3 separate regions of the Sus scrofa genome follow, and all the other regions are linked to region 1. The links are chromatin contacts, called in public HiChIP or PLAC-seq maps. All regions are on one chromosome and are shown on one strand. Each heading gives the region's core, a stretch centred on a gene start, on an enhancer-like site or on the middle of the called end of the contact. The rest is flanking DNA. Distances are from core to core; before and after follow the strand shown. Region 1 holds the start of LOC110256380. Region 2 has its middle 100 kb from the start of NTMT1. Region 3 overlaps C1H9orf50.

The links. HiChIP or PLAC-seq counts read pairs in DNA pulled down with a chosen protein or histone mark.
Region 2: a contact with region 1 is called in an H3K27ac HiChIP or PLAC-seq map of alveolar macrophages. The contact joins the enhancer-like site here to the promoter of LOC110256380 in region 1. A contact is called at or near these places in 3 of 5 promoter capture datasets (fetal liver, fetal skeletal muscle and liver), 7 of 47 Hi-C or Micro-C datasets (embryonic fibroblasts, fetal heart ventricle, fetal skeletal muscle and 3 more) and 2 of 2 datasets of contacts at active chromatin or transcription factors (alveolar macrophages and skeletal muscle).
Region 3: an H3K27ac HiChIP or PLAC-seq map of skeletal muscle shows a contact between it and region 1. The contact joins the enhancer-like site here to the promoter of LOC110256380 in region 1. A contact is called at or near these places in 4 of 5 promoter capture datasets (fetal skeletal muscle, liver and skeletal muscle), 15 of 47 Hi-C or Micro-C datasets (alveolar macrophages, embryonic fibroblasts, fetal heart ventricle and 9 more) and 2 of 2 datasets of contacts at active chromatin or transcription factors (alveolar macrophages and skeletal muscle).

The regions. Positions count from the first base shown.
Region 1 is chr1:269,453,327-269,457,462 of Sscrofa11.1, reverse strand. LOC110256380 reads right to left here and starts at 2,012. Exons shown (of 3, transcript XM_021070004.1): 1 at 1,536-2,012. The coding sequence starts at 1,997. IER5L (immediate early response gene 5-like protein) reads left to right here and starts at 1,939. Exons shown (of 1, transcript XM_005674588.3): 1 at 1,939-3,543. The coding sequence starts at 2,153. The coding sequence ends at 3,364.
Region 2 is chr1:269,715,605-269,719,601 of Sscrofa11.1, reverse strand. No RefSeq gene overlaps it. Among named protein-coding and RNA genes, the nearest start is that of NTMT1, 100 kb to the left of the region's middle. Within about 2 kb of position 1,936, at least 71 of the 83 cell types and tissues checked have an H3K27ac peak or open chromatin away from gene starts, as enhancers often do. A contact at or near this core is called in alveolar macrophages, embryonic fibroblasts, fetal liver and 4 more, where this site is marked.
Region 3 is chr1:269,806,427-269,810,409 of Sscrofa11.1, reverse strand. It overlaps C1H9orf50, which reads left to right. Exons shown (of 13, transcript XM_021085475.1): 11 at 459-561; 12 at 772-928; 13 at 1,243-1,465. The coding sequence ends at 1,347. Among named protein-coding and RNA genes, the nearest start is that of NTMT1, 11 kb to the left of the region's middle. Within about 2 kb of position 2,614, at least 39 of the 83 cell types and tissues checked have an H3K27ac peak or open chromatin away from gene starts, as enhancers often do. A contact at or near this core is called in alveolar macrophages, retroperitoneal adipose tissue, skeletal muscle and 2 more, where this site is marked.

The sequences.
Region 1 (4,136 bases), core at 763-3,262:
TCTCAGGGAGTTCCCTGGTGGTGCAGCAGGTTAAGGATCTGGTATTGTCGTCACTGCTGTGGCTCTGATTGCTCCTGTGGCACGGGTTTGATGCCTGGCCCGGAAACTTCCACACGCTTCTGGTGTGGCTAAAAATAAATTAATTAAAAACATGACAGCCAAAAATTTTAAAAGACAGGCCCTAGGGAAGCTAGGAGCAGTATATTTTTATTCTTACAGGTATTATCACATAAACAACCTCCACTCTTGCAGATTCCTATCATCAGATCACCAATAGAATGGAAGTAAGACACCCTTTCTCACAGTTTCTCTAAAATGTCAATCCTGGCTCCTCTGGGTTGGGGGGTGGGGGGAGCAGAAGAGGTGTTTCTGATCCCAGAAGCTCAGACCGGTTCGAGATTGGTCATGGATGGCCTGGAAAGACCAGAGCACTGGATTGGAGCTGTGGGACCTTAGGCAAGTCCCTTCAGCTCTCAGTGCCCCAAGTTTTGTCTAAAAAATGGGGTAAGTGCTCCTTAAATCTGTTTTTACCCTGGATGCCTGGCACTGAGTAGATGCTGAAAAGCTGAGGAAACGGAGAAACCTGGGGAATTCTTAAGACTGAAGGGAGAGCCAGAGAGTGCAGGATGGGCTGGCTGGGTCCCTTCACAGCCACCAAGGGATGAGCATGCTGAGAAGAGCAGACCCAAGGAGAGGGCGAAACAACAAGAAGTTTGCTCCTGGGACCTCCTCCCATCCCTTGTGGAGTTCCCTTGTGGTGCAGTGGGTTAAGGACCTGGCATTGTCACTACAGCAGCTCAGGTCGCTGTGGTGTGCAGGTTTGATCCCTGCCCCAGGAACTTCCATAGGCCTCAAGCTCTGCCAAAAAAAAAAAAAAAAAGGCAAAACATTGTCAACAAAAGATAAGCAGGTGAGTTTCTCAGCCCATGGTATCAGCCTCCTGTCTGGAGTTCACAGTCCTGGCCCGAATCTGAGCTCCGCCCTTTAGGAGCTGTGTGATTTCCCACGAGTCAACCCCACTGCTCTGAGACTGTCCCTGCTCTGCAAGCAGTCCCCAGAAAGGATTCAGGGCGTTTGTGGCAGGGGCCTGCCCATTCTAGGCACATAATAGTCCCTATTGTCATTCTTATTGGTTAGAGAGGAAAGGAAAGGTTACAGAACTGGTGATTAGGACAGCGGATGCCGGCTCTCAGAACTCGTTTAGACCTCAGCTGTTTGAGGCCCAAGACTCTCAAGACTCCTCCACCAGCGGAGACCAAAATTTACCAGGTTTTGGCTTCTCCCATCAGACAAAGGGGGTGGGAGGCCGTTCCCCAAGTATTCCCTGGGGCTTCTCCGTCAAAAAGTCAAGGCATCAGGCCCAACATTCTCCGCGGCTTTGGGTACCTTGAAATCTCTTTCCCCCCAGAGGGTCCTCAAAGGTCAAGCCGGCAGCCCCACTAGTCTCTTGCAAAGGCCTTGGGTCCCACGGGTCACTCAGGGGCAGCAGGTGAGATAGGAGGTGCCGCGTGGCCGGGAGTGGGAGCCGTGCGCACCTGCCGCAGGTGAGGCCCAGCCGTGCGGAAGGGGGAGGAGTCGTCGCCGCAGCACGCAGGTGAGCCGACCCCCGGCTCCCAGGAACTAGGCCGAGGGCGGCTGCGGGTTCCAACGTGGCGGGTGCGAGGCGACCCACGTCGCAGACAGCGGCCCCAGCGGCTCCGAGTCCCGCGCTGCGCGGCGGCTCCAGGAGAACATTCGAGGCAGCGACGGCGTTGGAGGCCCGGGGTCCGTTCGGTATTTGAATAGCACAAAGGAACCGCCTTGGTCTGATTGGCCAGCCGAGTGGCCCCGGGGCGGGCAGCGTCTGTCACTCGGGAGGTTCTGGGCACTGTTATTGGTTCACCAGGTGTGGGGCGGGGCCCGGACGCCCAGCTAAATAGCTGGGGCCGGGGCCGGCCGAGGCTCATTGCTTTGGCGCCGTCTGGGGAGCACGAACCTGCGGGTGGCGCGCAGCGCATGGTGGCGGCTCCTCTCAGAGCGCAGCCGACCCGCTGACCCGGGCTCCGTTTCCCGTGCCCGGCGCGTCCCGGAGGCCGGCTGGAGGCCGAAACAGCAGCAGCATTAGCAGCAGCAGCGGCCGCGGCTGCTCTGCCGCCGCCGTCTCCGCGGGAGCATGGAGTGCGCCCTGGACGCCCAGAGCCTGATCAGCATCTCCCTGCGCAAGATCCACAGCTCCCGGACCCAGCGCGGCGGCATCAAGCTGCACAAGAACCTCCTGGTGTCCTACGTGCTCCGCAACGCGCGCCAGCTCTACCTGAGCGAGCGCTACGCCGAGCTCTACCGGCGCCAGCAGCAGCAACAGCAGCAACAGCAGCAGCCGCCCCACCACCAGCACCAGCACCTCGCGTACGCGGCGCCGGGCATGCCGGCCAGCGCGGCCGACTTCGGCCCGCTCCAACTTGGCGGCGGCGGGGACGCGGAGGCGCGCGAACCGGCCGCCCGGCATCAGCTGCACCAGCTCCACCAGCTCCACCAGCTGCACCTCCAGCAGCAGCTGCACCAGCACCAGCACCCGGCGCCCAGGGGCTGCGCGGCGGCGGCCGGGGCGCCCGCGGGCGGCGCGGGGGCGCTCTCGGAGCTGCCCGGGTGCGCCGCGCTCCAGCCGCCGCACGGCGCGCCCCACCGCGGGCAGCCCTTGGAGCCGCTGCAGCCGGGTCCTGCGCCGCTGCCGCCGCCCGCGCCCGCCGCGCTCTGCCCGCGGGACCCTCGCGCCTCGGCAGCCTGCTCCGCGCCCTCCGCGCCCCCAGGGGCCGCCCCTCAGGCCGCTGCCGCCGCCTCCCCGCCCGCCTCCCCGGCCCCCGCCTCCTCCCCCGGCTTCTACCGGGGCGCGTACCCGGCCCCCTCGGACTTCGGCGTGCACTGCAGCAGCCAGACCACTGTGCTGGACCTGGACACTCACGTGGTGACCACGGTGGAGAACGGTTACTTGCACCAGGACTGCTGCGCCTCCGCCCACTGCCCCTGCTGTGGCCAGGGCGCCCCGGGACCTGGCCTGGCGTCCGCTGCCGGCTGCAAGCGCAAGTATTACCCTGGCCAGGAGGAGGAGGACGACGACGACGATGCAGGCGACCTGGGGGCCGAGCCCCCCGGGGGCGCCACGTTTGCCCCCTGCAAGCGCGCCCGCTTCGAGGACTTCTGCCCGGACTCGTCCCCGGACGCGTCCAACATCTCAAACTTGATCTCCATCTTTGGCTCGGGCTTCTCGGGGCTGGTGAGCCGACAGCCGGACTCCTCCGAGCAGCCGCCGCCGCTCAACGGGCAGCTGTGCGCCAAGCAGGCGCTCGCCAGCCTCGGCGCCTGGACTCGAGCCATTGTCGCCTTCTAGGGACCCCCGAGGGCACGGGGACCCGGGGACCCGCGGGGCTGGGGCCAGACAAAGACTCGGCCAAGGGGCGAGAGGAGGGAACGAACAGGCGCCCGGCCACTCGGGGCTGAGCTGGGGGCAAGCAGAAGGAAACGGCTGATGTTTTATAAATTGTAAAATAAAAAAAAAGAAATCTAAGATCTTGGACTTTATTTTTGCAGAGAGAAAAAGCGCCTATTTAAGTATGCTTTGTGTTTCTCCTACTCTTTTCTTCTTTTTATTGTAGTGATTGCAGTGGTGTTTAGCGAGGAGCCAGCCACGTGAGGAAGGGCTGCTGCCCGGAGGAGGTGCCGGGCAGTCGGGGGCGAGGCAGGGCGCCCGGACCGCCAGGGCGCGCCGGGGGCGCAGCGCAGGAGGGCGCGGGGCCCGGGACGCCGATTCCAATCAGTTGTCAGACCCAGGAAGCCCGGCGCTCTGTTTTTCCCGAGTCCCTCCGAGGGGTGAGGAATGAGTCTTGTGAAATCCTGAGCAAAAACAAAGGCAAATTCTATCTCCGAAAGGGACGTTTGGGTCACATTTCCTCTCTGGGGGCGGCCTCCAAAGTTCTCAAAATGAGAAGGCAGAAATGAAAACACTTCAACTTTTTTTTTTTTTTTTTCTTTTCTTCCTGGGGCGGGTGTCTTGAACCCCTCCTCTCTCCGCCCCTCTGGTTCTGTTCTCCTCCCCTCCTCCACCCTCCTTCCAGACTCGGGGGTGGCGCCGGACACCCCGACACGATCGGACACTGTTTGGG
Region 2 (3,997 bases), core at 687-3,186, 260 kb before region 1:
GTGGTCTGGGTGGGATGGGGCTGACCAAAGCCCAGGGAAGTGTGATCTTCGGGGGAGAGGGCTGAGCCTGGAGCTTAGCGGGAGTGGGGACAGCTCTTGGCAGAAATGGGCCTTGATGGAGGTGGGACTGGCACAGTGCTGGCCATGGGAGGGGGTCGGGGGCCAGGCACTAGCTGTGCAAGACCCTGTGCGGGAAGGGGAGAAGGGGCTGGGTCCCCACCCTCGCTGGTGGGAGGGTTAATACCATGGGGGGGGGGCACAATTAGAGGCTGCAGGAGCCCAGAGGAGGGGCACAGATGCAGCCTTGCTGTGTCTCCTCCAGTCGGTCTGTGTGTGTGTCTGTTGTGTGGTCAGGGTATGCCAGGTGTGCATGTGGAAGGGTCTGTGTGATGCGTGCGGGGTATGTGTCTGCCGTCTATGGCATATGGAGTGTGTGTGTGTGCGTCTGTGATCTGTGTAATGGGGTGTGTCTCTGCCTGTGTGGTATGGTCTGTGTGATGTGGGGGAGTGTGTGCTGTGGGTGTGTGTGTTGTGGGGTGGTGGTACCTGGGACACTCCCCAGGGGAAGAGCTGAGGGGGAAAACGGGGGAGCAGAGGGGGTGTTCCAGGCAGAGGGAGGGAGGGAACAGCCCTGCAAAAGCCTCTAGGCAAGAAGAGGCCACCCCAAGCACTGGAGTACTTGATAATGTCTCCAGTGAGGCTGGGGGGTGAGGGGGGGCAGGAAGGGAGAAGCAAGGATGTGGGGGTACAGGGCGGGTCTTTCTCTGATAGCTTAAGGGTGTGCGTGGGCAGGAGTGGGGGGTGCGCCGAGGGGTCAATCCACACTGACCGGGCGGGAGGGGCAGGCCTGGACCAGAGGCAGATGCTGGATGGAGGTGGGAGTGAGTTTGGAGAACAACCAGAGCCCTGGCCATGCATCTGGGAAGCTGTACGGTCTGGGATCCCAGATCTGAGCCTAATAATTCCTGCTCCGCCCCTGACAGCAGGAGCCAAAAGGGTCTTAGTTTCTCATCTATAAACTGGGTCCCAAGATGATATGCCGAAGACCCAAGGAAGAGCCTAAGAACTGCCCATGCTTTCCGCATGCTCTGTGTGTGCCTCTGGTGAAGGATGGAGTGGGCATTTGCTCACAGGCTCTCCCAGCAACCCAGGAGGCCGGAGATGCTGAAAACGGCAGCCCTGGCACAGGGCACAGCAGTTAGTAACTGGCCTGAGGGGACAAAGAAGGGACTGGAGGAGGGACAACGAGAGCCAGGATTTGAACCCGGGTGATCTGACTCCAAAATGGCCCCGTCACCTGACTGCAACGGGGATCAGCAGCTTACTCATGTGCCGACAGCTGCTCCCCAGCCTTCCCATGGGATGATCCTTTCTCATTTGATCCTGTATCCTGGTAGATTCCACATGGCTATTATTCTAGATTAGGAGTCCTGCTCTTAGCGCTGAGAAAACTCGCCAGGACTCATGCCCAGGCGGTGGTGCTCCGGAATGTGCCCCGCCCCCGCCCCCAGCCCCACCTTGTATGTCTGCAGCTGGTTTTCTCAGCATCTGCCCCAAAGGGTCCTCACCCATGGCTAAGAGCACGTGGCAAGGTGGCAAGAACTTGGGCTGCTGCCCCAGCGCTGTGTGACTTTGAGCCAGTCCCTTCCCGTCTCTGGGCCTGGGTTCACCCAGCTGTACAATCCACTTACGGAGTCTGGGAAGATTTGCTAAGGGACAAAGGAGGAAACCGGACTTTCAGAGAGCCCAGAGGACTGGCCCGAGATCAGGCAATCTGCATAAGATGACTCCGGATTTGAACCTGGACCCCCGGTGTGTTGCTTTTCCCCGGGGTCTGCTCCACAGCCCCCACCCCGGAGGCTGTCCCCGGCCCTCAGGGGCCCCACGCAGTTCCAGGCCCTGTCAGCCTGACGTCAGGCCGGGGCCAGCGGGGCCTAGCTCTGCACAAACAGACGGCGAGGGCCGGGCCGGGGGCGGCGATGACTCAGGGCCCCGAGACGGCCGGGAAGCGGAAAGTTTTGTGCAGATGACGTCACCGGGCCGCGAGGGCGGGAGGGGGCCGGCTCCGGGAACCGGCGGCCTGGCGGGCAGCCCGGGCCGGGGCAGGGCGCGGAGGGGCACGGGCGGGAACGCCGGGCAGCCACGCTCGGCCGCGCCGAAAAGCACCGACCCCCCCCCCCCGCCCCCGCCGTCCCCTGCCCGCGGCCCCGGATCCGAGCCCCGGAGCCCGATCCCGCGCTCGCCGGCGAGGAGCGGGTTCCACACGCCTGCGAAGACGCCTCGCCGAGGACGCCGCGCTCCCCAGCGCTCCGGAGGCAGCCGCATCCATCCTGCTGCGTCCCTGCATTTTAATTACCACGGCATTAATATTCATGAGCCGGGACTCGAGGGGGACCGCGGGCTGTCATTTCCCTCGCCCGCGCACCCCCGCACCCCTCTTCTCCGGCTGAGTCGTGGGTTTTTTTCCCTCCCGCTCCCAGCCCCGCCCGCGACAATAGTTGGTGCACAGCCGACCTGGGTTGTGTGGGAGTGTGAGCAGGAGTGTGAGCGGGTGTGGGTGCCCTGGGCAAGGGTGAGGGCCGAGTGGCAAGGACCTGGATGCCCCGGGCGAGGGGCTGAGCGTGAGGATGGGATGTGCTTTCCGGGTCTGAGCGGAACGTGTATGAGTGTGTGTGTGTGTATGAGTGGGCAGGTCTGGGGGAGGCAGCTGTGCCTGCAGTCTGACCTAGGGTCTGGGAGAAGGGTTGCGGGATCTGAGCATACAAATGAGGAAACTGAGGCCTGGGAAGACCCTGGGTTGCGCGGAAGGACCAGAGCCCAGGGCCTGGCTGCTGGGTGCCCTCTGCTTCCTGCTCTCCTGTGCTGCTGTTTTATAACAATGGCAGACAGAAGGTGCTGAGCTGGCACCTCTCCCAAGAGCTTCCCTGCAAACCTGTGCTGTAGGGGGCTCTCTCAGGCCCTCTCCCAGACCAGGACACAGAGGCACTGGTGTAGCCAGTGGGGGTGAAGCTGGAGCCCAGAAATGTCCAGAGCCTCCAGCTTTACCGACCACACTGTGCTGCCCCCGTGGAACCGTGTGTTCGCGTCCCAGCTGGGGTAATCTGGGGGTACCTGAAAGTCCCTCTGGCACCCCAGTGCTGCCCATGCCCAGGTATTAGAGTGTTTCCCTAGAAACACAGCTCATGGCCTGTTTCCCTCCCATCAGGCTCCCAGTGCCCCATTGTCTCCCCCTCTTGAAGCCGGCTCCCACACCACTGCACACCAAGGGCTCCCCAGGACACAGGATGTCTTGCTTCACAAGGGAGCAGGCAGACGGTCTGCAAGTCTCCTGGCCCTCCTCCTTGGGCCTGGGGGCCGCCATCACTCACTCATTCATTCATTCATTTGTTCATCCAGCCAGTGCTTAAGTGCCTCCTGTTTCTGGCAGCAGGGGTTCTCTGCGTTTAGGAGAAACCCACACCATTCTGTTCCCTTTGGGTCATCTCCACCCTGGAGGGGGTGCTCAGGCCTCTACGGGGGTGTCTGTCTCTCTGTGCGCATGCTCCCTAGGGGTGCAGGTCTAGGGTGGAAGACAGCTTCCGACCCCCAGTCTGGCCGCAGAGGTCCAGGTGCACATACGGTGGGAAGGGCCCGGCCCTGGTCATCCTTGGGCTAGTGGAGAGCCAGCCAGACGACACGAGGCAGCCTCGATCTATGCTTCTCTCTCCTTCTGGAATGTGCCTTTCTCCAGGCCTCTAAACCAAATAATCCGGCTGATGTGTCTTTCCCTGGGGGAGCCAAGGCCACCCTCCCTCTCACGTCCACCCTGCCCCTCCGAGCACCCAAACGAGCTGACTGTTCTCCCCTCTCCACCCACGCAGGGCTGGGCTGGAACTCATGTCCCTGCTATGTCCCCGGAGCTTTTTCCCTCCCTCCTGGGGAGCTCTATGGGAACGCAGAGAAGGGGACAGGAGCTGCGGTCCGGGGCCCTCTGGAAAGGAGGTAACGGTTCACGGGG
Region 3 (3,983 bases), core at 1,365-3,864, 350 kb before region 1:
AACTAGGAACCATGAGGTTGCGGTTCAATCCCTGGCGTTGCTCAATGGGTTAGGGATCCGGCATTGCCATGAGCTGTGGGGTAGGTTGCAGACGTGGCTCAGATCCCGCGTTGCTGTGGCTGTGGTGTAGGCTGGTGGCTACAGCTCCTATTGGACCCCTAGCCTGGGAACCTCCATATGCCGCGGGAAGCGGCCCTAGAAAAGGCAAAAAGACAAAATAAATAAATAAATAAAAATTAAAAATAAAAGAAATAAAGGCAAAAACAGTCAAGCAAAATAGTTTTAAAACCCAAGCCTTCTTTCTCTGGAGGCAGCCAGAAGGCGCTGGGGAGCCTTGGGTTGCCATGGAGACCAGGCTCTGCCCGGTCTTGCCAGCCAGAGGGAGGAGGGAGCGGGGAGCGGGTGGTACAGGCGCCCCCGCCTGGGTTGAAGTCTGACCTGTGCCCTCTCTCTTTCAGTCCGGCAGGGCATCACCGGGAACAGGCCAGCCGGCCGGTCAGCAGCATCGGAGCGGGTGTTTGGCAGTGTCGGGCGATGGCTGGAGAGTTTGCCCAAAGCCCTGTACGCCAAGGCCAAGGGGAGAGCATGGCCAGCTCATTCGGCTGGGACTTGCCTGGCCTGTGAAGCTTGCGGGGAGGGGTCGGGATTGACATGTCTGCTCACCCTGTGAGCCTCCCTGTCCCCCAGTATTTGCGCCCTCTAGGGCCCCGCTGGCCAGGGTGGACCTGGGACCCAGGGTCCTCGAAGCTCATGGGCTCCTGTCCCCCTCAGGTCCACCCTGGAGCCAAAGGACCACCTCTCTGAGGACACCTGCACGAACAGCCACCTGCCCTTCATCCCCAGGGCCACTGCCCAGAGACAGCGGGGAGACCTCAAAACCTTCCTGGAGCAGATGGAGGAATCACCCTTTTCCTGGACCCAGAAGCTGGTGAGCAACTGCTGGCAGCCAGCCACCTGGAGCCCCTGCCTGGGCTGGGGGTGCTCAGTGGGGTGGCTGGGGCTCTGAGTGTGTGGTCGGCTAAGGGGTAGGCCCTCGGGCTGGGCTGCCTGGGTTCAGATCCCAGCTCCTCATTGCCAGTGGTGGGGGTCTCTTTGCCCGTCAGTTTTTACATCTGTAAAATGGGGCTGATTGAGGCCCTTACCCCCTGGAGCTGCAGTGTAGAACCCCCCCTGGGCCCAGGGAACCCCAGATCCTGACCAGAGGCCCCCCAAACCCCCAGCTGGTCCTCCTTCTGGCTCTAGGAGTCCTTCCTGCCCAGCTTGGTCTTGCACACGGTCCTGAAACGAGGCCGCCCGAAGGGGTACCAGCTCCTCCTGCCTTCGGCATCGTACCGCACTCGGAGGTGAATGGCCGCTGTGCCAAAGCCCAGGCATGGCCATGGGCGGGGGTGAGGAGAGGCCTTCCCTGACCCACAAATAAACGCACATCCCAGGTGGCTGGGACCTGCTGCCAGGTCTCCCCCTACAAGCCTGTCCAGGTGCTTGGTTTCTGATCTTCAGGGGTCCTGGACCCCAGGGGGAGGGAAGGGGCAGAGTCACAGCTGAGATGAAGCTGAGGGGTGGAGGCAAGGCGTCTTCAAGGGTCAGGCTTGTTCCAGTGAGCCCCTCTTCTGGGAGGTGGGAGACCCTGCCACCCACTTCATACCTGGGACCAAGCCTCTGTCACCCTGGATCAGCCCGAACCTGAAGCAGGCACCGACCTGGGCTGACTCCTCCACCCCAGCCACCATCTTTGACTAGAACCAAAGGCTGCTTGCTGACTACCCCGTGGGGTGAGGGCGTCCAGATTTTGACCCAAGGGACAAACATTTGTCTCACGTTCCCCAGGCCAGGTTCTCACCATCTGGTCTGGAGGGCAAGCATCTGGGTAGGCAAGTGCCAGATGTTTCTCTTCTAGGTGGGGCAGAGGATGGGGGGAGTGCTGTGAGGCGGGCAATGTCTAAGAGTCCTATCAGGAGGTGACCAAAGACAAGGAACTGCCTGGGGTTTATCTGACCGCTGCACGGACCCAGCAGTGCTGCCCCCATTCGCCTGTCTGCCGGGTTTGAACCTGCCACGCACCCGCATTCCAACTGCTGGGCAAAGCTTGAGCCACCACCCCCCCCCCCTTCTCAGCAGCTCTTTGGCTCCAACCCCTCGCCCAGCCCAGGATCGAGGTCTTTATCGCCACCTCCTGGGCAGTGAGGAAACAACCACGGAATCCACATCCAGACAAGGGCCTGAATAGGAAAGGGTGGGATTTGGGCTGGACGGGCCCCCGGGGATGTTAGGGCCAGAACAGGTTGTGGATGGAGGAGGCCTGTTTTGAAGGGGTTCCATGGCTCCAAAACATAAGGCTAAAGATCTACAAACCCTGGGGCAGTGCTACCACACCCCTTCACTAAAGACTGGAGTGGGATTTCAATCCCCTGACTTCCGCGATGCTCCCCGCCGCTCCCGCCCAGTATTTCTATTTCTTAGAGAGCCCGCGGGTACCAGAGGAGGCCTGATTCTACTGCATCTCCTCCCCGTGGCTTTGCACAGCGCCCCCCTCGCCCTCTCTGAGCCTCAGTTTCCCCTGCAGGGCCGCGGGGGACCCCAAGCCGGCCACCGGCTGCAGCGCCGCGCCGCGCCCACGCGGGGGCAGTGTTGGCCTGGCTTTGACGCCGCTCGGCGCGGCCGAAACTTCTCAGCCTCTTGCTAAAGGGTCGGAAACTTTTCCCCTCGCGCTGCGCCGGTGTCTCCCGTCCCGCGCCGCGCCGCCTCCTTCCACCTGCCCGAGGTCAAGGCCGGGCCTCGGGAGTTGGGGGGGAGGGGCTCCCCCGACCCCCAGATTCCCTTTCTCGCTTTTTGTTAAACCAAAAAACTGCTCAACTTGCAACAGAGCCGTCGGCCTCGGGCACTGGAAATTGAGGCCCGCGTGCGACGCGCAGGGGCGGCGGGGTGGGTTGGGTGCGTGGGGTGCCGAGTTCGGGTCCCTAAGATGGGACCTGCCGGGAGGGGTGGAGCTGGGCACTCGGCTGGCGGCCACATGGGGTTCCGCAGCCCGGCTTCTCGGGGACCCCTCCCCTCCCGCTCCCCCCACCGCCCCCCCAGCTTCATTTCTTCCTTCCCGCTCCCGGTTCTCCTCCCCTCTCTTCCCTACGCTCCCTCTTTCCCTCCTCGACAAACATGGATTCTGTGTCAAGAGGACCTTGAGCGGCAGCTTCGAGCCTCACCTCCCACCACTCCCAACAGAATCGGGGACACGAAGGGGCAGCCGCGGACCGCGCCTCGGAGACGCGCCCCGCGCGGGCGCGCGCACCCCCCGCCCCCCCACGACACACACACACACACACACACACACACACACACACGACACAGACATCAGAGAAACACGCAACACACATATATGAACACACGGCGTAAGGATGCTCCACAGACACACGCCCCACAAAGACATGTCCCCGGGTACCACCCCCCCCACACACAGCACTTAGAAACATCATATACTCACGGAGGACCCCCACGCACACCCTCCCACTGTTAGGGTCTCCTAGCGACCCCAGCCCCCACATTCCCAGGTCCACTTGCTAACTTCGAGGCCACATATGCAGCCCCCTCCCCCGCCCTCTGCAGACCTTTCCAACACGCCCCTGCTGCTCCTCTGCAGGCAGAGCTTGCACCTGAACGTGGGGTGACTAAGAAGGGGGGGGTGAGAGGAGTGCTGCAGGGAAGGGATGGACCCTCCCCGGGGTCCCTGGCAGGGTCCTTTTCTCTGGTACATTTCCACTCGGGGCTGGCAGGTGGCCAGTCCTTCCTGGGCTCCAGGGAGCAGCCTGGCTGGAAGGTGGGGGAAGCAGCCGTGGCTGGAGCTGGTGCCAACCTCAGATCCCCCTGAATCTCGGGGAGGGGGGAAAGGCAGGTGTACCCCCCCCACACACACACACTGGTCTCTGCCAGTTCCTGTCTGCCCTTCTCGCTCTGGGCAATAGCTCCCTTGCTATTGCACCCCGCACCCCTGC